Linked DNA regions of Sus scrofa: regions 1 and 3 are each linked to region 2. A link is a contact called in public Hi-C and HiChIP or PLAC-seq data. All regions are on one chromosome and are shown on one strand. The core of a region is the stretch at or near the end of the contact, and the rest is flanking DNA. Distances in the headings are between cores, read along the strand shown.

Region 1 (3,381 bases), core at 31-2,530, 180 kb after region 2:
TCCTTCCAGGAAGGGGCACCGAAGCTGCTGCCGATCCAGAGCTCACCGGTGACGGACTAATGTGATGCTCGTAAACAAGCCGGGGCCGGGCACCCGGGAACCACCCAGGCGCAAACCCGCCAAGGCGCGCCCCCACCCCGAGCCTGGGCGCGGGATCTGCTGGCCGAAGTGTGTGTTGGGGGAAGGTGGTTCCGAGAGGGCAGCCAAGTTCACTGCCCCTTCTTGGCCCCCAGCAAATGGGGCGGCGGCGGGGCGATGCGGGGCCCGAGTGGGGTGCTACCTCCGCCTCCCCTGCACCAAGCCCAGGTCCGCGGTCTCGGCCCCTGATCTCCGCAGGCGCCCACCCCCTACAGTGTTCCCTCCCCCGGTCCCCTCCCCGGCGGAAGCTTCGAGCCCAATTAATTGAGTCAAAGGCGGGAGGGCAGGGCCCTCCGCGCGGCGGCCGGCCCCCGCCCCTCCCGCGCGCCCCTTTTCCCGCCCTGGGTGGCATCTCCTCCGCCGGCATCCCCAACGAGCCTCTGATTAATGAGGCTCGGGCCGGCCCCCACCCCGCCCCGGGCCCCGGCCTCCGCGGGAGGGGGAGGGGACGGCGGGAAACGCGGCCCCGGGAGAAAGGGGGGCGGGGCGGGGGCGCGCGGCCCGCCCCCCCCGCGCCCGGCGCCCATTGGCCGCACGCGCCGTCCGTCCGGGGGCGCGGCGCCAATGCGGGCGGCGGGGCGGGGCGGCCGCGCAGTGTGTGCCTGCGTAACGCCGAGTCACATGTTGTTTTGCTCTTCTTAGTTCAGTCACTCGGTGCGCGATGTGTTACTCACTGTGCGGCGGGGACCGCGACGAGCCCGGGTCGCCGTTGGCAGCAGCAGCAGCACCAACCCCGGCGGCGGCGCGGACCCCGAGTACCCGGGCACACCCCGGCACCGCGGAGCGCGGCGCAGCGGCGGGACCGGTGCGGCCGCGCGCGCCTTAAGGCTCGGCCCCACGGCTCGGGGACCCCGACTCTCGGCCCAGCCAGCGAGTCCCCAGGCGCCGCCCGAGAGCCCAGGAGGAAGCGGCCGCGGGCAGCCGGGCCAGGGGGCGGCCACCGCCCGCGTTGGTCATCCTCTGGGGCCCCGGAGCGCGGAGGGCGCTGCGCCACCGCGCGGTGCCGGCCCCCGCGGGCCTCCCCGAACCTTCTCCACCTCCTGGGCCCGAGGGACGCGGGCTCGGGCGGGCGAGCAGGGGGGGGAGGGAGCCGCTCCCGCCCGCGCCCCCTCCGCTCCCTCCAGCCCCTCCAAGCCCGGCCGGGCGGCGGGGCCTGAATCGCCGGCGATGGCGAGCCCGCCGCTGCACGGGCCCCCCGGGCCGGCGGGCGGCGACGGCCCCAACCTCAACAACAACAACAACAACAACAACCACAGCGTGCGCAAGTGCGGCTACCTGCGCAAGCAGAAGCACGGCCACAAGCGCTTCTTCGTGCTGCGCGGGCCCGGCGCGGGCGGCGACGAGGCGACGGCGACAGCGGGTGGGGGGTCGGCGCCGCAGCCGCCGCGGCTCGAGTACTACGAGAGCGAGAAGAAGTGGCGGAGCAAGGCGGGCGCCCCGAAGCGGGTCATCGCGCTCGACTGCTGCCTGAACATCAACAAGCGCGCTGACGCCAAGCACAAGTACCTGATCGCCCTCTACACCAAGGACGAGTACTTTGCCGTAGCGGCCGAGAACGAGCAGGAGCAGGAGGGCTGGTACCGCGCGCTCACCGACCTGGTCAGCGAGGGCCGCGCGAGCGCCGGCGACGCGCCCCCCGCCGCCGCCACCGCCGCGTCCTGCAGCGCCTCCCTGCCCGGCGCCCTGGGCGGCTCGGCCGGCGCCGCGGCGGCCGATGACAGCTACGGGCTGGTGGCGCCCGCCACGGCCGCCTACCGCGAGGTGTGGCAGGTGAACCTGAAGCCCAAGGGCCTGGGCCAGAGCAAGAACCTGACGGGCGTGTACCGCCTGTGCCTGTCGGCGCGCACCATCGGCTTCGTGAAGCTCAACTGCGAGCAGCCGTCGGTGACCCTGCAGCTCATGAACATCCGCCGCTGCGGCCACTCGGACAGCTTCTTCTTCATCGAGGTGGGCCGCTCGGCCGTCACGGGCCCGGGAGAGCTGTGGATGCAGGCGGACGACTCGGTGGTGGCCCAGAACATCCACGAGACCATCCTGGAGGCCATGAAGGCGCTCAAGGAGCTCTTCGAGTTCCGGCCGCGCAGCAAGAGCCAGTCGTCCGGCTCGTCAGCCACGCACCCCATCAGCGTCCCCGGCGCGCGCCGCCACCACCACCTGGTCAACCTGCCCCCCAGCCAGACTGGCCTGGTGCGCCGCTCGCGCACGGACAGCCTGGCCGCCACCCCGCCGGCGGCCAAGTGCAGCTCGTGCCGGGTTCGCACGGCCAGCGAGGGCGACGGCGGCGCGGCTGCGGGGGCCGGGGCGGCAGGCGGGAGGCCGGTGTCGGTGTCGGGGAGCCCCCTGAGCCCAGGGCCTGTGCGCGCGCCCCTGAGCCGCTCGCACACCCTGAGCGGCGGCTGCGGCGGCCGCGCCAGCAAAGTGACGCTGGCGCCGGCAGGGGGCGCTCTGCAACACAGCCGCTCCATGTCCATGCCCGTGGCGCACTCGCCCCCGGCCGCCACCAGCCCGGGCAGCCTGTCGTCCAGCAGCGGGCATGGCTCGGGCTCCTACCCGCCACCTCCCGGCCCACACCCGCACCTGCAGCATCCCCTGCACCCTCAGCGACCCTCCAGCGGCAGCGCCTCGGCTTCGGGCTCCCCCAGCGACCCTGGCTTTATGTCCCTGGATGAGTATGGCTCTAGCCCTGGGGACCTGAGAGCCTTCTGCAGCCACAGGAGCAACACGCCCGAATCCATCGCCGAGACTCCCCCGGCCAGGGACGTCAGCGGGGGCGAGCTGTACGGGTACATGACCATGGACCGGCCTCTGAGCCACTGTGGGCGCCCCTACCGCAGGGTATCCGGGGACGGGGCCCAGGACTTGGATAGAGGGCTGAGAAAGAGGACTTACTCCCTGACCACACCTGCCCGGCAGCGGCCGGTGCCCCAGCCCTCCTCCGCATCCCTGGATGAATACACCTTGATGCGGGCCACCTTCTCTGGCAGCTCGGGCCGTCTCTGCCCGTCCTGCCCCGTGTCCTCTCCCAAAGTGGCCTACCACCCCTACCCCGAAGACTACGGCGACATCGAGATTGGGTCGCACCGGAGCTCCAGCAGTAACCTGGGCACGGATGACGGCTACATGCCCATGACCCCTGGCGTGGCCCTCATGGGTGGTGGCAGTGGGAGCTGCAAGAGTGACGACTACATGCCCATGAGCCCCACCAGCGTGTCGGCCCCGAAGCAGATCCTGCAGCCACGGGCC
Region 2 (3,385 bases), core at 422-2,921:
TGCACCTGCGGCACATGGAAGTTCCCAGGCTAGGGGTCAAATAGGAGCTGCAGCTGCTGGCCTACGCCACAACCACAACAATGCTGGATCCCAGGCAGATCTGTGACCTACATCACAGCTTGTGGCAATGCTGGATCTTTAACTCACCCAACGAGGCCAGGGATCCAACCCACATCTGAATGGATACTAGTTAGGTTCTTAACCCACCAAGCTGCAATGGGAACTCCCACAAGCTCCACTTTCATTGAAGAGGGCAGAGAGGAGTGGTGGGGACAGCAGGAGAGGGAGGGGCCGTAGACAGAGACACACTGGCCCCCACTTCTGGCCCTTGTGGCAGGTCCTACCCTCTCATCTGTTCACGTGACAGCCCAGACCCCACAGCTTTAGATGGTAACTTTGAAAAGGATGCAAAGAGGGTCTGGCTGTTTTATTTGCTCTCCTCCCAAGCCCCCGCTTCCTCCTTGCCTTTTTGGGGTGTGTCGATTCTCTCTTTGAGGCTGTCCTGAGAAGGCCTTGGGTGGACCAGGGCCCCTTTCTCGCCGCATTTCCCATCTGTCTGAAGGGTCCCAGTGCCTCGTGACTCTTCCCTTCCCTGGGTCTGTTACCTCGTGAGCTGAATGACATCGGAAGACATGCCCCCAGGGTCAGTGCTAAGGGCTGGGGACACTCGTTGGCTGAAAGGGCAGCAGTTAGGGAGAGGGGCTGGCAGGAGCCGTGGCATCGGAGCTGGCTCTGCTTGGAAAGAGAAGGTGGGGGCGGGCCTGGCAGCCTTCCTCGGGTGGCCCATGGCCTCGTCCGTCTGTGGACAGGGCTGGGGTCCACTGTCACTTCCAGGCAAGAAGGAAGGGTGGGGGCTGGCCTGTGAGCAGGACGGAGCTGAGCAGCCGGGAGGTGCTCCAGGAGGCCACGAGCCCCCGCTGGGAGTCAGACTCCCTCAGCAATGGGCTTGTTTCAGGTTGGGACCCGCCCCCCATTTGTAGGCACGTGATTTCCTAGACCCCGTCCTGCAGCGCACAAGGAAAAACACAGCCTGAAAAGACTGTTCTGAAACGAAGGATGATAATAACAAGCCATCCGCTGATGCTGGAAGCGCTCTCCGAGGAGGCAGGGAGGAGCCTGCTTTCAGAATTCATTCTATTTTAAAAAAGGATGCAATGCAGTTTTCCGGGAATGGGAGCAAAACAGAAAGTGGATGAGTGACGCCGGAGGTCGGTGAGCTTGTCTCTCAGGCCGAGCCCTGACCCCGCGGGGACCCAGCGGGTGGGGAAGCTGCTCAGTGTGCCTCCTCAGCCCATAAAGGCTCCAGCAGTTTCCAAGGCGAGTCTGTGGGGCGTGAGGAGGCCACACGGCAGCGTCAGACAAAACAACGCCAGGAAGTTTCACTGACAGAACGTGCTCGGTTCTGAGCACCCGCAAGCTTTCTGGAGGAGGCCTGGTCTCCAGGAAGCCTCATGGGGGCACCTGGGGAGATGCCCCTCGGTCCTCGCCCTGTGACGCCCTGACCTGGCAAGGCCTCAGTCGCGGCGGTGGGCTGAGGACCGCTGGTTTGCGGAGAAACGGCACAGACGGGGCTTCCAGGGCTGGGCCCTGCGTCCTTCCTTGTCTGAGCCCAGAGTCACCTGACCCTGGGGCATCTGCGGCCGAGTCCCCAGGAGGCCGTCCTTCCCCAGGACGGCCACCAGGTGGCAGCACACTCCGCCCAGCAGGACACGGTCCCCGCCAAACCTGGGCCCTTTCCCAGGACAGCGGTGGCTCTGCGGAGGCGAGGCCAGGTCACCCACTGCCGCCTGGCTGCCCAGGCCTCTGCCCGCGTCCTTCCACCCACTGCCGGCCGGGCCACGCGCTCACACACACACGTACACATGCACAGCCACACAAGGCATACACACCCACACCTGCACACAAACACAAATGCACGTACACACATATATGCACGCACAGTCACACACATGCACACAAGGACACACACGTGTACACACACACACACACACACTGTGAGAACCTGAAGGCTTCTGGCAATTCCCGAGTTGAAATCCTTACCCTGGGTGACCGGGTTTGGAGGCGGGGCCTCTGGGAGGAGGTTAGGACTGGGTGGGTGAGGGTCGCGGCCCCTCCCCCTCCTCCCTGGTCGGATTCCGACTCTTGTGGCTCTTGCAGCCCTCCCCGCCCCTTCCCCACGTGAGGACACAGCGAGGGGCCGGCGGAGGAGCCCCGGCTGCGCAGACCCCGCCCCGACCCCCAGCCTCCGAGCCTACGGTCCGGGTTCAGCGTCACAAACTCACAGGTCCCACATATTCTGCGGCCGCCCATCCCCCCTGCGGCTGCCCACCCCCCTTAGTGGCTTGCACTCCTGCTCTGAAGGTCAGTGGGGTGGTGACTCTGGGCTGCCCTTGGCCTTGGGTCAGTGCTAAGGGTTGGCGCAGTCTCGTGAATGACTGCGGGCAGATTAAGTGACAGGGCAGTGTCCTGCTTCCTGGGCGATCCCCGGGCCAAGGGCTCCAGCCTGTCAAAGCCACGCAGGGCGCTGACAGGTGCTGCCTGTCCTGGGCCACCCGCCAGCTGGGGATTAGAGGCGGCTGCCCCACCCCCAGCCTTGTCCCTGTGTTCGCGGGGGTTGGGGTGCCCTCTTCGGTGACCCTCCGGCATCCACAGAGTCACAGGTGCCAGAGATGCCAACAACTCAATCAGAGCACCTGGCACCAGCCTTGAACCTGCACATGCTGGCAACATGCGCAGAAGGCATGGTGACGCAGGAGCCTATCGGAGGGCTGCCCGTCCTGTGATCCAGTGACCCTGGCTGCAGGCCGGGCGCCAGCCTGGAGGTGGAGAGGCGAGTGAAGCCCTGGTGGATCTGGGCTGTCTTACGGCAGTTGGAAGGGTCCCGGCCCAGCGCTGGGAGAGAGGCCTGGGGTCCGGCTGGCGGGGCCGCCCTGTGCAGAGCGACGGCTCCTCTAGGCCTCTCTCTGTCTTCGTTAGGAAGGTGCAGTTTCTACCCCTGTCTCCGTTTCCTGTGGCCGCCGAAACCCACGGCTCCCAACCGGGCCTTGAAGCGAGTTCTGGAGGGAGGAGCCTGAGATCAGGGGTGCACAGGGCAGGGGGCCCCGGGAAGGAGCTATGGGCGGATGTCCAGACCCTTCCAGCCGCTGGGGGCGGGGGCGACCTTGGCTCTCCTCCGCCGGCAGTGGCATCGCTCCAGCCGCTGTCCCTCACGAGGTCCTCTCCCCATGTCTGTGTCCACGTGACTCTCCTTATAAGGCTTCCAGTCACTGGCTCAGAGTCCTCTCAAATCCAGGGTGACCTCAGCTGAACCTGGTGACATCTGCAAAGACCCTATTTCCACAGAAGGTCACGCCCACCGGAAGCAGGTTTGGACTCTGGGCACCCC
Region 3 (3,268 bases), core at 199-2,698, 160 kb after region 2:
TTTTTAGGGTGTGATGGCCATAATTAAATAGTTATTAAATTGTAAAAGGAGAAGCAGAATTCGGGTGGTCCGTTGGTCTAGTGTTGCTACTGTATCTATAACTTACTTGACTCAACCGTCCATCATGCAGTTCCCATTGTGGCTCAGTGGGTTAAAAACCCAACATAGTGTCCGTGAGGATGGGGGTTCGATCCCTGGCCTTGCTAAGGATCCTGCATTGCTGCAAAGCTTAGATGTAGGTTGCAGATGCAGCTGGAATCTGGTGTTGCTGTGGCTGTGGCATAAGCCTGTGGCTGCAGCTCTGATTCAACCCCGAGCCTGGGAAATTCCATATGCTGCAGGTGTGGCCATAAAAAGAAAAAAAAGTCCATCCTGCTGGAAACAACTTTGAAATTCAGTTCCTCTAACGTGTCTGTTAAGGTGTCCATTAGTGGTTATTTAGCACAGTTTGCTTTATGGAACACATTTAAGAATCAAACAACCTTAGAATGAGAAGGAAGCATGTTACCTACGTGGTCTACTCTAACCTAGTCGCTTTTCCCACTAAAATACATCATTAAAAAAAAAACAGTACAACTATCTTTGTGTCTTTTAGTAAGATAAGCAGGTGCAGTCACCTGGCGACCCTTGGAGGAGGATGAGTGTGGGGGAAATGAAATTCCTTGTAGCAATTTGCATTAAAACATTTACTAGATGCTGGTGACAATTTATGGACAATGCAGTCCCTTGTATCCCCCTGGTTGTCACACATTGAAAGATAGTATCAGTTGTATGTGGGAAAAGCTGCTGTTTGGGCCATGTGAATGTGTGATTTTGTGTTCAGGAAGCTGCTTGGGACAGAGTGGGATGGAATTTCCAGCACAGCTCACTGTGTCTGTCATTTGCCTTCCATCCACTGTTCTTCTCAGCAATGCGCCTATTTTGAACATGTTTGCATAACTTCAGTACCTCTGTCCTTCCACTGAGCATCTCAAAACTACAGACACCAAGGAGCAGAGACTGGAGAGGAGACAGGACCCCATTTCTGCTCCACCTAAGATGGCAGTAAAGTGGATGCTAACATGTGAAAGTCCTACCATCATTTCTGAAGGTGACGCCAGAGCCTCGTGTGCTCTGCTCTCGCTTGATGGCTGCTGGGGGGCCTCTGTGCTTCCGTAACTCTCCAGTGCGTGATTTCCTTTCCACTGAGAGTGTTCGCTCCCCCATCCATGTGACTCCGGCTAGATGGTTCCCTCAGGACCCACGTCCCCAGCCACAAGACGGGCGCCTGGCTCAGTCTGGCAATCCCAGTGTCCCATTCACCCTGTGCAGCGATGGGTTCAAGGGGTGGAAACGACACCCAGCAGGACCAGTTCGAGTCCTTCTGTGCCAACCAGCTACCCTTTCTGCCTTTGGACCAATAGCTGTAAAGACGTGGCCACTCTTCCCACCACATAGAGAGTCTGTTTGTAGCTAGAGACAACAGAGCCAACAGGGAAGTGAAACAGAAACACGTTGAGAAGTGGGAGGAGAGGGGGTGTGTGTGCAAATCACGTTACACCATTTCAGCGTTAAGCTCCAGGTCCAAATGTGCATTCAGACCGGATTTAGTGCCGTTGGTCACTAATTCTTTTCTAATTAGCTCTGTGCAGCCAGTGGGCACCACTGCCTTCAGACACCTCTACCTCTTTTCACGTTTCTGCCTCCTAGAGATACTCAAGCAGGTCCTGTGCCTTTTCTCACCCCCAGTCATTTACACTCGCTTTCTCAGACATTCAACATTCTGCTCTGATCCAAATCAAACCCTCACTCTCACTTCCTGGTCAAGGAGCTCTTCTTTGCAGCTCAGGATTCCCTGAAATTCGGGAAGCAGCCTGAGAGGGGAGAAGGCATTTGCCCTTTCTTTCTCGGTGGTGGGCTTTCCCTGGATGGGCTGCCTTCTGCAGAGGGGAAGGGAGAGAGTCCCCCTTCAACAACAACTGCATGGTCTGACTGTTGATTCCTTGTTTGCACCCGGCCAGACGCTGGGCGTGGCTACATTCTGGAGTCGGGGTCCCATCCTCTGCTGAGGACAGTTCTCGCCCTGCGGTTCTTGGGAGAAATCTCTGAGCCGAGCTCCGTCCAGCTCGGTGACTTTTCTGGGACCTGCTGCCCCGTGGGAACCCTTGGCACACTTGTGCCTTGTTCCCTCAGTTCAAGAAGAGCCCATATCTCCCTCTGCTGTCCTGTCTTTTGGCCCTGAACCTGGGGGCTACTCCAGCCTTCCCGCTTCTCCAGGTAAGAGTCAAGGACAGTCTCTTGGTCCAGATACACCCACCAGTTCCAGGGGCACGGGTCAGACCCTTGGGAGGCACCCACCTGCCACAGTGCAGGTCCTGTGAGGTTTTAGAGGATGTCTCCGCTTCTTGAAAGTAGGTCTTTTTTGCTCAAAGATTCTCCTGGGCTTTGCATCGCTTGACTTGGCCACAAATGCGTAAGATCCAAAGGAGACTCACCCTCCCTTCAAGGAGGGTGAGCTCGGTGATCGTGCTCCTTGACCTTCTCTTCTCAACCTTGGCTGGCGGTGAGCAGTGGGCAAAGGATCTCAGAAGGGACCTTCTGCAGGTCTGTGGTTTTCCCATTTGTGGCGAGGGCACTCCTGCCCTGTTGACCTGAATCTCTGAGGCAGGAGGGAAGTTTGATTCAATACTCCATCGCAGTGATCTCAGCTTAGGGTGGGTCCGTTGCCAGCCAAGGCGTCTTGACATGCATACCTCCTATTTCTCACTCATTCCTGAAGCCTTGGGGTCCACTGTCTGTAGAAACTCACGTCTCCACTGGAAGCCCTTAGATATCACATTTACTACCACTGTTTTTCATTTCCTTGGCATCCTCCAGAAATTCCCCTCTGCTTACACAGAGGTCCTGCATACTCCCTTTCCCACTCCTTAGCATCAAGTCCCTGATGAGGGCATCATGGGACAAGTCAGCACAGAGATTGCTGCCCTGCCATCACCCTGCTGCGCAAGCTCGTGACCCGTGTTCGCTGCTCCCAATAGTCAGACCATTTTCCTTGCCCCCGTGGAAAAGTCTGCGTGTGTCTACAGATGTCCCACCACGGAGAGGGAAACCCTATCCAGTGACCGAAGATGGTGGGGACACCCAGAGAAAGGGCTGTGAGTTGCCACCAGCTTGCAAACACTGAAAAGGAAACAGGCACATCCTCTGGGCAGGCTCCTAGGACACAGGGACCCTGGCACACTACGGCCACTGCTACAAGGCCAGTGAATTTGAACCTGCAGCCAGGTCA

The links. Hi-C and Micro-C count contacts between places; a contact is called where the count stands out from the background. HiChIP or PLAC-seq counts read pairs in DNA pulled down with a chosen protein or histone mark.
Region 1: a Hi-C map of liver shows a contact between it and region 2, with 7 times the contacts expected there. The contact joins the promoter of IRS2 here to the enhancer-like site in region 2. A contact is called at or near these places in 1 of 5 promoter capture datasets (liver), 22 of 47 Hi-C or Micro-C datasets (alveolar macrophages, brain, embryonic fibroblasts and 12 more) and 2 of 2 datasets of contacts at active chromatin or transcription factors (alveolar macrophages and skeletal muscle).
Region 3: an H3K27ac HiChIP or PLAC-seq map of alveolar macrophages shows a contact between it and region 2. The contact joins two enhancer-like sites. A contact is called at or near these places in 5 of 47 Hi-C or Micro-C datasets (epiblast stem cells, fetal liver, liver and 1 more) and 1 of 2 datasets of contacts at active chromatin or transcription factors (alveolar macrophages).

The regions. Positions count from the first base shown.
Region 1 is chr11:76,652,538-76,655,918 of Sscrofa11.1, reverse strand. IRS2 (insulin receptor substrate 2) reads left to right here and starts at 1,280. Exons shown (of 3, transcript XM_021065907.1): 1 at 1,280-3,381. The coding sequence starts at 1,306. LOC110255859 (a long non-coding RNA gene) reads right to left here and starts at 508. Exons shown (of 2, transcript XR_002336770.1): 1 at 1-508.
Region 2 is chr11:76,831,222-76,834,606 of Sscrofa11.1, reverse strand. No RefSeq gene overlaps it. Among named protein-coding and RNA genes, the nearest start is that of COL4A2, 160 kb to the left of the region's middle. Within about 2 kb of position 1,671, at least 24 of the 83 cell types and tissues checked have an H3K27ac peak or open chromatin away from gene starts, as enhancers often do. A contact at or near this core is called in alveolar macrophages, brain, liver and 2 more, where this site is marked.
Region 3 is chr11:76,675,076-76,678,343 of Sscrofa11.1, reverse strand. No RefSeq gene overlaps it. Among named protein-coding and RNA genes, the nearest start is that of IRS2, 22 kb to the right of the region's middle. Within about 2 kb of position 1,448, at least 4 of the 83 cell types and tissues checked have an H3K27ac peak or open chromatin away from gene starts, as enhancers often do. A contact at or near this core is called in alveolar macrophages, where this site is marked.